2 separate regions of the Sus scrofa genome follow, and region 2 is linked to region 1. Evidence: chromatin contacts called from public Hi-C data. All regions are on one chromosome and are shown on one strand. The core of a region is the stretch at or near the end of the contact, and the rest is flanking DNA. Distances in the headings are between cores, read along the strand shown. Region 1 has its middle 40 kb from the start of GP91-PHOX. Region 2 has its middle 32 kb from the start of DYNLT3.

Evidence for each region. A called contact is a pair of places that touch in the nucleus more often than the background predicts.
Region 2: a Hi-C map of alveolar macrophages shows a contact between it and region 1, with 3 times the contacts expected there. The contact joins two enhancer-like sites. A contact is called at or near these places in 1 of 5 promoter capture datasets (liver), 11 of 47 Hi-C or Micro-C datasets (alveolar macrophages, blood, brain and 6 more) and 1 of 2 datasets of contacts at active chromatin or transcription factors (alveolar macrophages).

What each region holds. Positions count from the first base shown.
Region 1 is chrX:33,610,775-33,617,751 of Sscrofa11.1, reverse strand. No RefSeq gene overlaps it. Among named protein-coding and RNA genes, the nearest start is that of GP91-PHOX, 40 kb to the left of the region's middle. Within about 2 kb of position 2,136, at least 1 of the 83 cell types and tissues checked has an H3K27ac peak or open chromatin away from gene starts, as enhancers often do. A contact at or near this core is called in alveolar macrophages, where this site is marked.
Region 2 is chrX:33,689,374-33,695,979 of Sscrofa11.1, reverse strand. No RefSeq gene overlaps it. Among named protein-coding and RNA genes, the nearest start is that of DYNLT3, 32 kb to the left of the region's middle. Within about 2 kb of position 1,974, at least 2 of the 83 cell types and tissues checked have an H3K27ac peak or open chromatin away from gene starts, as enhancers often do. A contact at or near this core is called in alveolar macrophages, where this site is marked.

The sequences.
Region 1 (6,977 bases), core at 887-3,386:
CCCTTCCAGAATGAGCCTTTCCTGGTTTCCATGACAACCCATTTTTCAAGCCAACGAAATCAACCATGCAGTGAACCAAAACCATCACGGCAGCCTGCTCCTTCCTCTCTTCCCCAGGACGGGGATGTGGATGTGAACTCGGCGCATAGCCCAGCAGCAGGAGTGTGGTCTGTCCCCAGCCCTGTCAGACGGGATCTAGGCCGGTCCTTGGAGGAAGTCTCATGGGTCAGAAGTGGTTTGTCCATGCATCCACCCAGGCCATGGAGGCCTTGACCCTGACCCCTCACCCCCGAGGAGAATTTCCCAGTTTAGGAGCTGCCCCTCTGCACAGTGAGGAGGAATCACTCATGACCTGGAGAAGCCAAACCTGAGCTCTGAATCAGAGGACAGGCCACCTCATCGGCTTTCCTTGGCGTTCCCCGCATTGCCGAGTTCTCAGCTTCCTTCCTCGCTGCAGATGGTGGAAACTCCCTCACCATGTGCCCCAGCACTGTTGCCATGGGGTTGCCCTGCCCATCTGGATGATACAGGGGCCCTGGGACACCAGAGTGGAGGACCACAGCCTTTCCAGAGCAGCAGGTCAAGTTGCCAAGTCTGATTCTCCTGCAGAGTTGTGAACGGTGGGTAGGGAGGGGGAGGGACATCTGGGGATTGTGGGTGTCGGGTGGTGGCCTCATTCCACTTTTAGCTGCTGAGGCAAGAACATGTGATATCCCGGGGGACCTCGAGGGAGTAGGAGGGGAAGAGTGAGGGTTTTCAAGTCAGGGGGCCGCGGCTCTTCCACCTCCGGGCTGCGTGACTTGGACTGATTGTTTAACCTCAGCCGCAGCTTCCACAAGTGTCACCCTGCTACTGCTCAGCCCTGTTTCGAAGAGGACACAGGATGATGGCTGTGAATCCCCAGAGTTAGCACACCGGGCGGGCTCACTGGAGATGGCTGCTGTCATTCATGCCTTGCTGTTGTCATCATACCAGGGAGGAGAAAATGGCGCAGAGGCCTCAGCAGTGGCTCTGGGAAGCAGCTCAATGCAGGTGTGGTTTCTGGGAACTGCACATAAACTACATTTGAACCCAGAAGCTTGCTCTACCCGGGAAGGTAAACAGGGGTTTGGCTTGCAAGCCTGTTGGTTACCCTCATCTTCGAGGATAGCTGTGCTGGGAAGGCCCCTGAGGCCATGGCGAGTGGCAGAGTGGCAGCAGCGTGTCATGATTGGTCACCATGGCTCTGCCCTGGGCTTGGAGTGCAGGGGAGTAGAGAGATTGGAGTGAGGAGGCCAGCGGGGCATTTCCCTTTCCCGCCACTTTAGTGATTGACATTTAGTGATGTAAATAGTTTCAGGATGTTGAAAGTGGGGTTTTTTTTGGTTTTTTTTTTTGTTTGTTTTTTGTTTTTTGCGTTTTAGGGCCGCATCCGTGGCACATGGAGGCTCCCAGGCTAGGGGTCCAATCGGAGCTACAGCTGCCGACCTACACCACAGACACAGTGGTTCCCAGGCCATGGATCAAACCTGCATCACAGCAGTGATAATGCCGAATCCTGAACCTGCTGAGCCACCAGGGAACTTCCAAGATGGCTTTTATTTATTTATTTGTTTATTTGTTGCTTTTTTTTTAGGGCTGCACCCGCGGCATATGGCGGTTCCCAGGCTAGGGGTCGAATCGGAGCTACAGCTGCCGGCCTGCGCCACAGCCACAGCAACGCAGGGATATGAGCTGCGTCTGCGACCTACACCACAGCTCATGGGCAACACCAGATCCTAACCCACGGAGCGAGGCCAGGGATCGACCCACAACCTCATGGTTCCTAGTTGGATTCATTTCCCCTGCGCCACAGGGGAACTCCCTAAGGTGGCTTAAATAAAAAAACAAACACATTATTTCTAGCCAGCACCTTGCTGGGTGGTAAGGAAGCCTTAACCATATTTTTGCGAGGCCACTTTCTACAAGGTGCATATTCGAGGAGGTAGTCGATGTATCATGGAGGTGGGTCAAGCAGTAGAAAGAAAAAAAAAAAGCTGAAGAAACATCCAGTTACAGGATAAGAAAAATGAACAGGAGGGAGAATATGTGGAACTTCTGAAATCGCGTCCTAAGCGCGTGCCAGCCCCAGTGTAAAGCAGCTGCTGAGTCTGCGCCTGACTGAATGAACACCGCCACCTGGCGGCCAGGACAGTGGGCCCGTCAAGGGGTTCATTTGAAAATCACATAGGGTATTGGAAAAACGTGAGGAAATGGGTGAATGGATAGACATGTTTAAATACTTAAAATATTATGTTTTGTCATGTGCATGTAAGGGTATAGAAACTAAAGGGTAGCAGACATTATATGAGATTATAAGGCAACTGAGGAACATGCATCCTTTTTTTTTTTTTTTTTTTTTTTTTTTGGCTATGTCCCCGGATGCAGATGTTTCCGGCCGCCGCGGCAGTGACAACGCCGGATCCTTAATCTGCTGAGCCACCAGGGAACTCCTGCATCCATTCTTGACATTTACTGAATGTTTACCACGTGCCAGGCACTAGTCTGGTTGTTCAATGTGTATTCTCTCATTTACTCCTCACACCAACCTTATGGGATAGTTCAATTAAATGCCCATTTTACAGTAGTGGAAACTGAGGCACAGAGGGTGAATGCACCTAGCCCAAAGCCACTCAGCAAGGAACCAGCAGGGCAGTTTAGCACAGAGCTCCATGCACATATTTGAAATGTAAAGGAAGCCAGAAACTGAATTTGTTTCAACGATTTGAAGAGTAAGCAAGTCAGAGCTGAATGAATAATGAAAACATAGTTAAGTTTTTTGTCCCAAGTGGATCAAACCACAAATATTTACTGACCCCCTCCTCTGCGCTCCCTACAGTGTTAGCCCTGTGGGGGCTGCGAGTCAGGTGGGATACGGTCCTCGCCCTCCAGGAGTTCACAGTCAAGTTGGGAAAATAAGATACACATGCAGGATGCAACCAGCAAGCACTATATAATTGCATCAGAACATCTTGTAAATTGTGCAGAGCCTAGTGTAGGTGATGGACAGAAGGCCAGGAGGCAGGAATGAGCGAGGCTAGGGAGTGAGGGTGGGAGAATTTTACACTAAGCCAAACTAGGTTAACGGAGGGGTTGGGAATTCAAAAGCGCCTGAAGCAAGGACTTGGACTCCGCAGAGACAGATCAGGCACTGTTGGGAGGGGGAGCTTTAAGTGACGGATAAGAAACCCACCTGAATCGGCTTCCTGCACATACATTTACTTTCTCCATATCGCACCCCAACTCCTTCCAAAAAGCATTTTGGGAGTGAGCTATCCCGGGCTTCCCATGTCAAAAGAATGTTTTCTCGGAGCTCTTCATCTTTGTGTCTCCCAAGAAGAGACGTGGGGGGGGGGCGTGCCAAAGGGAAGGGGCCCCACGGAGGGAGAGAAGAGGTTAAGAACATAGACTCCGGAGCCCCCCTAGATTCAAATACCTGGTTGGTCTTGACAGCTGGGTGGCCTTGGGCAAGTTACTCAACCTCTCTCTGCCTGTTTGCGCATTAGGCTGGGATCAGGATTAAGGTGACTTAAGTCGTGTGAAGCACACAGAACAGGGCCTGGCCCTCTGTATACCGCTCTGACGTGATTATAACAGCACTCAATAATCACATCTTAAAATGCACATTAGTGGGCTTTTCTCTTGTGCATTTCCACGAGTCCCCCCAAGGCAGCATGGGCCTGGGATGGGGGAGCGGAGGGATGTGATTGAGGCTAGCATCTAAGAGAGGAAGGGCGTGTTCCCACCGTTTGAGGTCGGCAGAAAGAAGATTTTTTTTGCGTTGAAGCCATGATCTTGAGAGCCAGGCTTGGCCGGGAGAGAGAACCATTCTCTAAGTTCTTTGGTTCTTCTCACTGAGCGTGTCAAAAGCAGATCCTAGAGGGCTGAGGCCACACTGCTCTGGCAAAGCGGGGAGGACACTCTTTCAGCCCGGCCGACCGGACCACACCTGCGGCCCCAGAGAAAGGTGGGCTGTGAGGGAGCGGAAGTGGGCGATGGGCCCTGGGGGGAGGTGGTGGGAAGAGAGAGTCGCCTGCATGCTCAAGGCCCTCCCTCAGACCTCAGTCTGGGAAGGGACAGAGGGAATCAGTTGAGAGGAGAGCAAAGTTTAGGGGCTGGTGCTTCTATTCTCATCGGTGACTCTCTGAGGGATACTTGTCCCTAGTGCAACTTAATCACGAGTTCCCAAGGAGGAGGAGGGGTCAGACAGAGAGAGGGCAGGGTCTAGCCCTCTGTGTGGCCACCCAGAGGCCCGGCCTTGCCTGGGGAGGGGGGACGTGAGGCTGAGGCTGAAAGCCTTCAACGTGCCCTCTGTGGCACAGCCAAGTTGCAGGCCCGGAGGAGGGAAAGGTGTGAGCTCCGGGGTCTGTAGCTCGTAGCTCGTGGAGGAAGGCTGAGGAAGGAAGCAGAGGGTGGGACCCACCAGCGACAGCAGCAGACTCCAGCAGAAGGTGGAGGGTCCAGCCTCGAGCTAAGACTGGCCTGACCTGACCCTAGGACCGGCCTCACACCAGAAGGTCTGGCTGCCCCCCTCTGCCATGAGGTCACACACAGTGTGTCTCTCACATATGGGCATGCTGCCGCGTTGGTAAAGGAGAAGGGGAGGGAAGGCATCCCGAAAGACAGAGCATTTCATGAATAACGAAGATATGAGATACATATACAGACACACACACGCGATGGAATATTACTCAGCCATAAAAATAATGAAAGCAACATGGATGGATGGACCTAGAAATTACCATATTAAGTCAGTCAGAAAGAGAAAGACAAGCATCACAGGATAACACTTACATGTGGAATTTAAACTATGGCACAGATGCACCTAGAAACAGACTCATAGACAGTGGAGAACAGACTTATGGTTGCTAAGGGGAAGGCGGTGGGGGAGGGATGTGCCGGGAGTTTGGGGTTAGCAAAGGCCAACTATTACATATAGAATGGCTAATAACAAGGTCTTACTGTATAGCACAGGGAACTATATTCTGATATTCAGCCCTCTGTGATAAACGATGACAGAAAAGAATATGAAAAAGAAGGAGTTCCCATCATGGTGCAGCAGAAATGAATCCGACTAGGAACCATGAGGTTGTGGGTTCGATCCCTGGCCTCGCTCAGTGGGTTAAGGATCCGGCGTTGCTGTGGCTGTGGCTGTGGCGTAGGCCGGCGGCTACAGCTCCGATTCGACCCCTAGCCTGGGAACCTCCATATGCTGCAGGTGCGGCCCTAGAAAAGACAAAAAAACAAAAACAAAAAACAAAAAAAAACGAAACTAAACATAGAACTACATTGATCCAGCAATCCCACTCCTGGGCATCTATCCAGAGAAAACCATGACGCACAAAGACACACGTTCTCCAATGTTCATTGCAGCATTCTATACAATAGCCAAAACATGGAAACAACCTAAATGTCCATCGACAGAGGAGTGGCTAAAGAAGATGTGGTACATACACACAATGGAATATTACTCAGCCATTAAAAGGAAAGAAATACCGGCATTTGCAGCAACATGGAGGGACCTAGAAATGATCATGCTAAGTGAAGTCAGCCAGACAATGAGACACCAACCTCGAATGCTATCACTGACATGTGGAATCTGAAAAGAGGATAGCATGAACTTCTTTGCAGAACAGATCTTGATTCATAGACTTTGAAAAACGTATGGTTTCCAAAGGAGACAGGTTGGGGGGTGGGAGGGAAGTGATAATTGTTGGCTTCAGAATTTTCTAAAGCCCGTAGGTGGTTCTAATGGGCAGCCAAGGTTAAGAACCCCTCTATAGGAAAACATTGTCCTCTGGCTCAGGACGCTCTCTTGGAATGCCGAAATAACAGAGTGAGGACTACCTGTTCTTACTGCAAATACGATTTTTTTGACACGAGGGGAGGAAAATGATATCCAAGAATGAGACCCAGCTGATGACATTTTTGCAGCGCACATCATAGAAAAGCAGACCTTCCAAGTAGCCAGCTCTCTAATATCTAGAGCAGCCCCGGTTGGCCAGTATAAGACAAACCACAAATGCCAGCCACACATGATATGTTAAATTTCCTAATAGCGACACCTAAAAAGTAACTAGATGGGGTGAAATTAATTTGAATACGTCTCATATTTAGCCCAAATCCCAATATAGACAAAATATCATTGCCACATGTCACCAAACACAAACATTATTAATATTTTCTATTCTTTTTTTGGGGGGAGGGGTACTATATCTTGGAAATCTGACGTGTGTTTTATATTTGCGACACCTCTCAACTCAGACTGGCAGAATTTCAAGTGCTTGGTAATCACATGTGACAAATGGCTGCCACACTGGACAGTGCAGGTCCAGACGTCACGGCCGTCGATAGCATTAGAGGCTGAATCAGAGGGCTGGCTAAGGAGATGACCTCTTAGCCAAACGTTTATTTCCCTTTGGAAATATACTGATGACATCAGGGCCCTAAAAATGTACTATTTGTTTCTTCCTAGCATCCCCGGTAGCCCTGTCAGGTAACAAGGCGTCCTGCCTTACCTGAGCAGTTCTTTGGGACGTGACAGAAACTTTGCCCATCTCCTTCCTTCATCATCGGTTCTGCAGAGAAAGGAGAGAATGAATTCAGCCGAGGAGGGGAACGTAAAGCAATTCCAAGAAGGCCTAAGATGCAAAATGGGTGGTTGACATTCAGGCAGGGGGGTCTTTCTCTCTTTTTCTGTAAGCCACGGTCCTGGGAGGGATGTAGGACCCTGGCGGCTGAGGAAGAGCCCTCTGCCTCCTCTCCTACTCTCGGGACCCTCTTTAGATTTCAGGATGTCCGGAGCCAATGGGGCAGATTTCGGGGCTGGGATTGGTCCACTCGATGAAGTCCTTTACAGGTGAAAGATGTGCCCGCTGGAGCAGATGGTGGAGATTCGCCTCCCGTGGGTCCGGGAATTCCAGGCCTTGAGTATTGGCAGGAGCACAAAATACACAGGG
Region 2 (6,606 bases), core at 725-3,224, 78 kb before region 1:
ATGACTTCCTCATTTTTCAAACATACAGGCTCAAGCGACTTCTTAAGAAAGAGTTACGGGGGTTAATTTTAGTGTACCTAAAAATCTGAAACTATCTTGGCACTCCAATTGCTCCCTGTCCCTATTATCACCAAATGGTTTTCACTTTTAGCTGTATTGGTCCACATGAGGTGGCATTGCCTTGTGATCCTAATTTGCATTTTCCTGATGGCTGATAATATGGAGAATTTTTTCATGCTTATTAGTTATTTACGTGTATTTTGTTGAGAAGTGAGTGTCCAAGTGTTTTGTCCATTTAGGATTTTTTTTTTGTCTCTGCTGTAGGTCTGTAGGAGTTCCTTGTATATTTGGAATATGAGTCCTTTATGGATATATATATATAGTGAATATCTTCACAAGTCTGTGACTTGTCTTTTCACTTCCTTAACACTTTGGATGAACAGAAGTTCCTCATTTTATAAAGGCTGATTTTTAATTTTTTTCTTTTACGGTTAGTGCTCATTGCATACTGTTTATAAAATCTGTGTCTACCCCCAAGATCATAATATAGTCTCTCTCTCTCTTTTTTTAGGGCCACACCTGTGGCATGTGGAAGTTCCCGGGGTTGAATCAGAGTTGCAGCTGCCGGCCTACGCCACAGCCACAGCTCTGTGAGATCTGCCTCGCATCTGCGACTCGCCTCACGCTGACAGCAACGCTGGATCCTTAACCCACTGAGGGAGGTCAGGGATTGAACTGGCATCCTCACAGACACTATGCCACAATGGGAACTCCTCTTATGTTTTATTTATTTATTTCTGGCTCTTTAGGGCCGTACCCGTGGCATATGGAGGTTCCCAAGCGAGGGGCTGAATCGGAGCTACATCTGCCGGCCTATGCCGCAGCCACATCTGTGACCTATACCACAGCTCATGGCAACACCAGAGCCTTAACCCACGGAGCAAGGCCAGGGATCGAACCCGCAACCTCATGGTTCCTAGTTGGATTCGTTTCCAGCGCTCCATGACAGGAACTCCTTACGTTTAATTCTAAAGTTTTGTTTGTTACTTTTTCCATTTAGGTTACTTAAGTCTATGCTAATCTCTAATTTGAGGTAGAGCTCAAGGTTTATACTATTCCATGTGGATATATAATTGCTCCAGTACCATTTATAGAAAAGACAATCCTTTATTAACTTAAAATGTGAAAAAAATATAGCCTAGTTTACGTTTTGAGCCATACGGGAAGTCTGAGCCTATTTTATATCCTCGCCTTTATACCACACTCTTTTTTTTTTTTTTTTCAGGGCTGCACCCTCAGCATATGGAGATTCCTAGGCTAGGGGTCGAATCAGAGTTACAGGTGCCAGCCACAGCCACAGCCATGCCAGATCTGAGCCATGTCTGCAACCTATACCACAGCTCATGGCAACGCCGGATCCTTAACCCACTGAGTGAGGTCAGGGATCGAACCCACAACCTCATGGTTCCTAGTTGGATTCATTTCCACTGCACCACAACGGGAACTCCCTTTTAAAAAACAAAACAAAACAAACCCAACCAAACAACAACAACAAAAAAACTGTCTTAATTGCTATACCTTCATAGTGTGCTAGAAGGAATATCAGCTGGGACAATGACTTTGGAAAAGTCTGACAGTAGCTAAACACACACTATCTTATGATCTAGGAATCTGACTCCTATATAATATATGCCCAAGAGAAATGAATGCATTTCTATCAAAAGGTGTACAAGAATGTTTAGAGCAGCTTTCTTCTGATAACCAAAAATTGAAAACAAACCAAATGTTTATTAATGGATAAATGCATTTCAGTGGCATCATATAATTGAAGATTATACCGCAATAAAAGCAAACTCTTGCTGCACACAACATGAATCATGAGAAGATTTCTGAGCAAAAGACACACAAAACTGCATGTAGTACAGGATTCTATTTATATGAAATTCAAGAGCTTGCAAAATAAGCATACGATATTAGCAGTCAGAATGTGATTACTAAGGGGCAGGATATTGACTGTCAAGGGGCATGAGGGAAATAGGGTCTAGAATGTTCTATATCTTGATCTGCATGGGTGTTACATGGTGCCCACATATGTTAACAACTTATTGAGTTGTATACTTAAGATTAGTGTTCATTATACACTTTGCTTTACATAGATTATGTATCAATACGTTATTCAATAAAGAAAAAAAAAAGGAAACAGAAGTCAGAAAATGTCCTTGTTCTGCCTCATATTGAGTGTTTAGCTGGGTTATAGGACATCAACTACGTGCTTCCTCTCTGATCCCTCTGATGCCTCTTTTCATTCCCTCTTGGTCAGAGCCCCCTCTGTGTGGGATGGCTCCTTGCTTCCCGGACCTCAGTGAATGAAATGTCCCAATGCAGAGCATGACGGCTAGTCCTGGACCTGTCACCGAGGAGGGAAGCAGCCCAAAAGTGTGGGGGCGGGGGCGAGAAGGAAAAGCTCTGTCTCTCCTCTCAACACTATTTCACTTCGTCATCAACTGTGTGCAATTTCCCCCACCCTGACCAATTCTTCAACCCCAGCTGGGTGTCCTCCAATTCATTTCAGTACTGACACAATCTACTTGGAGTTAGCAACAGAATCCGCAAGTTAAAGGCTCCGTCCCCCAAGACTGCTCCCATTTCAGACGCCCATCAAGTCCCACGGTGTCATCCATACTTCTGATCCATGGGCTGCAAATCAGGGTTCCCACGACCCCTTCCTCGGATTGGCTCATTTGTTAGAGCAGCTCAAAGAATTCAGGAGAACATTGTCCTCACTAGATTACCAGTTCATGTTCAAAGGACCCATCTCGGGAACAGCCAGATGGAAGAGACGCAGAGGGCGAGGTGTGGGGGAGGAGTGGCAGAGATTCCACGCCCTCCCAGGCTGTGCCACCCTCTGGGAACCTCGATGTGTTCAGCATCGTGGAGGTTCTCCCAACGCAGCAGTTCAGAGCTTTTTATGCAAGCTTCATCTCATAGGCAGGATCCATTATTAACTCAACCTCCATCCCTCTTCCCACTCTGGGGGATGGGGGAGTAGGGCTGACACGTCCCTGCTTCTCATTATGGCTTGCTCTTTCAGGTGGCCAGCCCCTAGACTAAAGCGCTCTAGAAGCCCAGCAAGAGCCACTGCATTAGAACCAAAGATGCTCCCATGATTTGGGAAATTCTAAGAGATGAGTCAGAGACCAAGTCTTAGAACAAAAGATGTTCCTGGCACCTTTAGTGCTTAGGAAATTACAAAGGTTCTAGGAGATCTGGCTGAGAGCCGCATGTGTGTGTGTGTGTGTGTGTGTGTGTGTGTGTGTGTGTGAGCCATGGGCTGCAAATCAGGGTTCCCACGACCCCTTCCTCGGATTGGCTCATTTGTTAGAGCAGCTCAATATCAATATCTTATTATATCCAATATCACAGGAAAGCGATCAATACCACCTGCAGCAGAACTTTACCTAGTAGGTCAAAACTTCCTCATTTCTGAAAATAACTGATTCTGTTTTTAAATACCAGAGAGAAGTTAAAAAAAAAAAAAGAAAATGTTAGTGTATTTGATATTTTTTACTTTCAGCAGAAGATTTAAGGAGTTATTTTTAGAAGAAGAAAACAATTTTTCTTCTTTTAATGCCTCAAATATCATGTAATTTGGTCTTTCCCTCCCCATTTTTAAAGCAACCTAATTATTTTTCTCTTGAAATTAGTTATAAACAAATTTTGCCTCTTTAAAGGAAAAGCTACACGAGTTCGCCTTTCCTTTTTCCAACAAATGTGCACATTTCTGTACTGGAACCGGACATGCTAATTCCACAAAACTTGCATTAGGCAAACTGACTTATTATATATTAATAATGCAAAACTTAAGCCATGTAGGAGCACCCTGGAATGAGTCATTCTCAGTGTCTGTACTTTGCAGACAACTTAAAATTTACCATTTATTTATTTATTGTCTTTTTAGGGCTGCATCTGAGGCATATGGAGGTTCCCAGGCTAGGAGCAAATCAGAGCTGGAGCCGCTGGCCTACCCCACAGCCACAGCCATGCCAGATCCGAGCCGCATCTGTGACCTACACCACAGCTCATGCCAACACTGGATCCTTAACCCACTGAGAGAGTCCAGAGATCGAACCTCATGGTTACTAATCAGATTTGTTTCTGCTGAGCCGTGACGGAACCTCCAAATTTACCCTTTAGACATAGGCAAAGCTCTTCCTCTTTTTTTCAGGCCACACTCATGGCATATGGAGGTTCCCAGGCTAGGGATTGAATCAGAGCTGTAGCTGCCAAGCCTACACTACAGCCACAGCGACGCCAGATCAGAGCCACGTCTGCAACCTGCACCACAGCTCACGGCAACACGGGATTTTTAATCCATTGAGCGAGGCCAGGGATTGAACCCATGTACTCATACATACTATGCCAGGTTTGTTACTGCTGAGCCTTGACGGGAACACCGACATAGGCAAAAATCTTAACCAACCTGCATGAATATTTTAGCTGACTTAACATGATTTAACTCTTTTGTGAATTAAAAACATCACTGTTGCTACAAATGTTACTGTGTCAAACAATTAATATTCCCAGCCCTTTAGGTTCTGGCCAGTGTACTGATCAAAAAAAAAAAAAAAAATAAGCTGAGTGTATATAGCCTTTGTTGCATGTGAATGAGTGAATGAGTGAATGAATGAAGAAATAGAGTACAAAGATGCCTTTGTCTGTGGGATACGGACTTATTTTCCCTTATACTGAATGACCCCAGGTTGCTAGGCTTCTGAGTTTTTGTATCTGCTTGTAGCATTTCTTTCATTTCCTTTTCCTTAGGTCCTCAGATGTCACTTGTTACCAATGTGCATAGACCTCTAGTAATTCTTTTCTCTTCTTCTAACTTGCCACTTCTCATCAACTACGGATTTGGGACTAAGACCACTAAGCTTGTTACGCTAAGCATCAAAAAAGCTCTGAGTAAATTTCAGATTGGCTTCAGCAGAGATGAATGTACTGCTGGTGGATTTTAGCTCTATTTTGGCGGCTCAGCCAATTTCTCCTGCCCTCATCCCCAGTTTCTACTTTGATTTCAGAGAATGAGATCGCCAGATAGCTTGTTTCTTTTCTTTTCTTCCTTTCTTTCTTGTTTTTATTTTTTGGTCTTTTTAGGGCCACATCTCCAGCATATGGAAGTTCCCAGGCTAGGGGTCCAATTGGAGCTGCAGCTGCTGGCCTCCACCACAGTCCCAACAACGCCGGATCCAAGCCACATCTGCAACCTACACCATAGTTCACAGCAATGCCAGATCCTTAACCCACTGAGCGAGGCCAGGGATTGAACCCACATCCTCATGGATCCTAGTCAGGTTCGTTACCACTGAGCCACAAGGGGAACTCCCCAGATAGCTTCTTTTCTACATAGGTGGAACAACGTGCTAGTTATTGGGTTAGAATGGTCTAAAAGAAAGGACCTGTATTTTCTACATGGCAACCCCTGTGGTATCCATGATTCCAGGGATTTTCAAAGCAAGTATAACTCATGGTAAAACCAGCATGTTTGTTATGTTATGCTAATCGCCCGAAAACTTTCCCATACAATGTAAGCGTGAATACCATCACCTTCAATGCTCATTCTGGGCCCCTTCAGGATTTTTTTCCTGAGTTTTTCATACAGCTTATATTTGCCATGTAACAAATTACTCTAAAATTGGAGTCGTAAAACAAGAACGCTTTACGACTTGCCGTGGACCTAGAAGTTCTGTGAGTGATTCTGTTGATGGGAGCTGGGCTCACCTACGCATCCTCAGGCAGCCACGGGTTGCCCAGGAAGTTCTGTTCCTCTCGGGCTCTCTCTCCTATGTCTGGGGTCTTGGCTGGCACTGCCAGGCTGAATCTGCTCCGGCCTACATGGTTCACCTTGGAGCAAGCGAGCCTGGGCAGGTCATGGAAGAGGTAGGGGTGTGAAAGACGAAGGAGGTGCATGCCTACTTTCTTGAGGCCTAGACTCTGGAACCCACATCGATTCCACTGCTTTCTAACGGTCCAGGCAAGTCACAAGTCTCGCAGAGATTCAAGGGGTGAGCCAACAGCCTCCTCCCCTCAACCGAAGAAACTGTGAGCTCACACTGCAGATGACATGGATAAAGAAAGAAGTGGAAAATCGGGGCCAAACTGCAATCCATTGGAACACTATTTACTTTTTTTTTTTAAAGCAAGGAGAAAGAATCACTCTATTTTATCTTAATATTCCCTATTTTGTTTCACTCCCTCTAATTAACACTAGTATCATTTATTAATGGTTCATTTTCCCCCGTTTCCATCTCCACACCCTTTGACATACACTGTCTTACAGAGGAAGGAGGTTTCTCAAAATGCATTTTTTTTCCTTTTTAATTTTTTTTACAGCTGTACCTGTGGCATATGGAAGTTCCCAGGCTAGGGGTCAAATCTGAGCTGCAAATGCAGGCCTACGCCACAGCCACAGCAATGCTGAATCCAAGCCGCATCTGTGACCTACGCCATAGCTTGTGGCAACGCCAGATCCTCAATTCAATGAGTGAGGCCAGGGATCGAACCCGCATCCTCAAGGATACTAGTCGAATTCATTTCCACTGCACCACA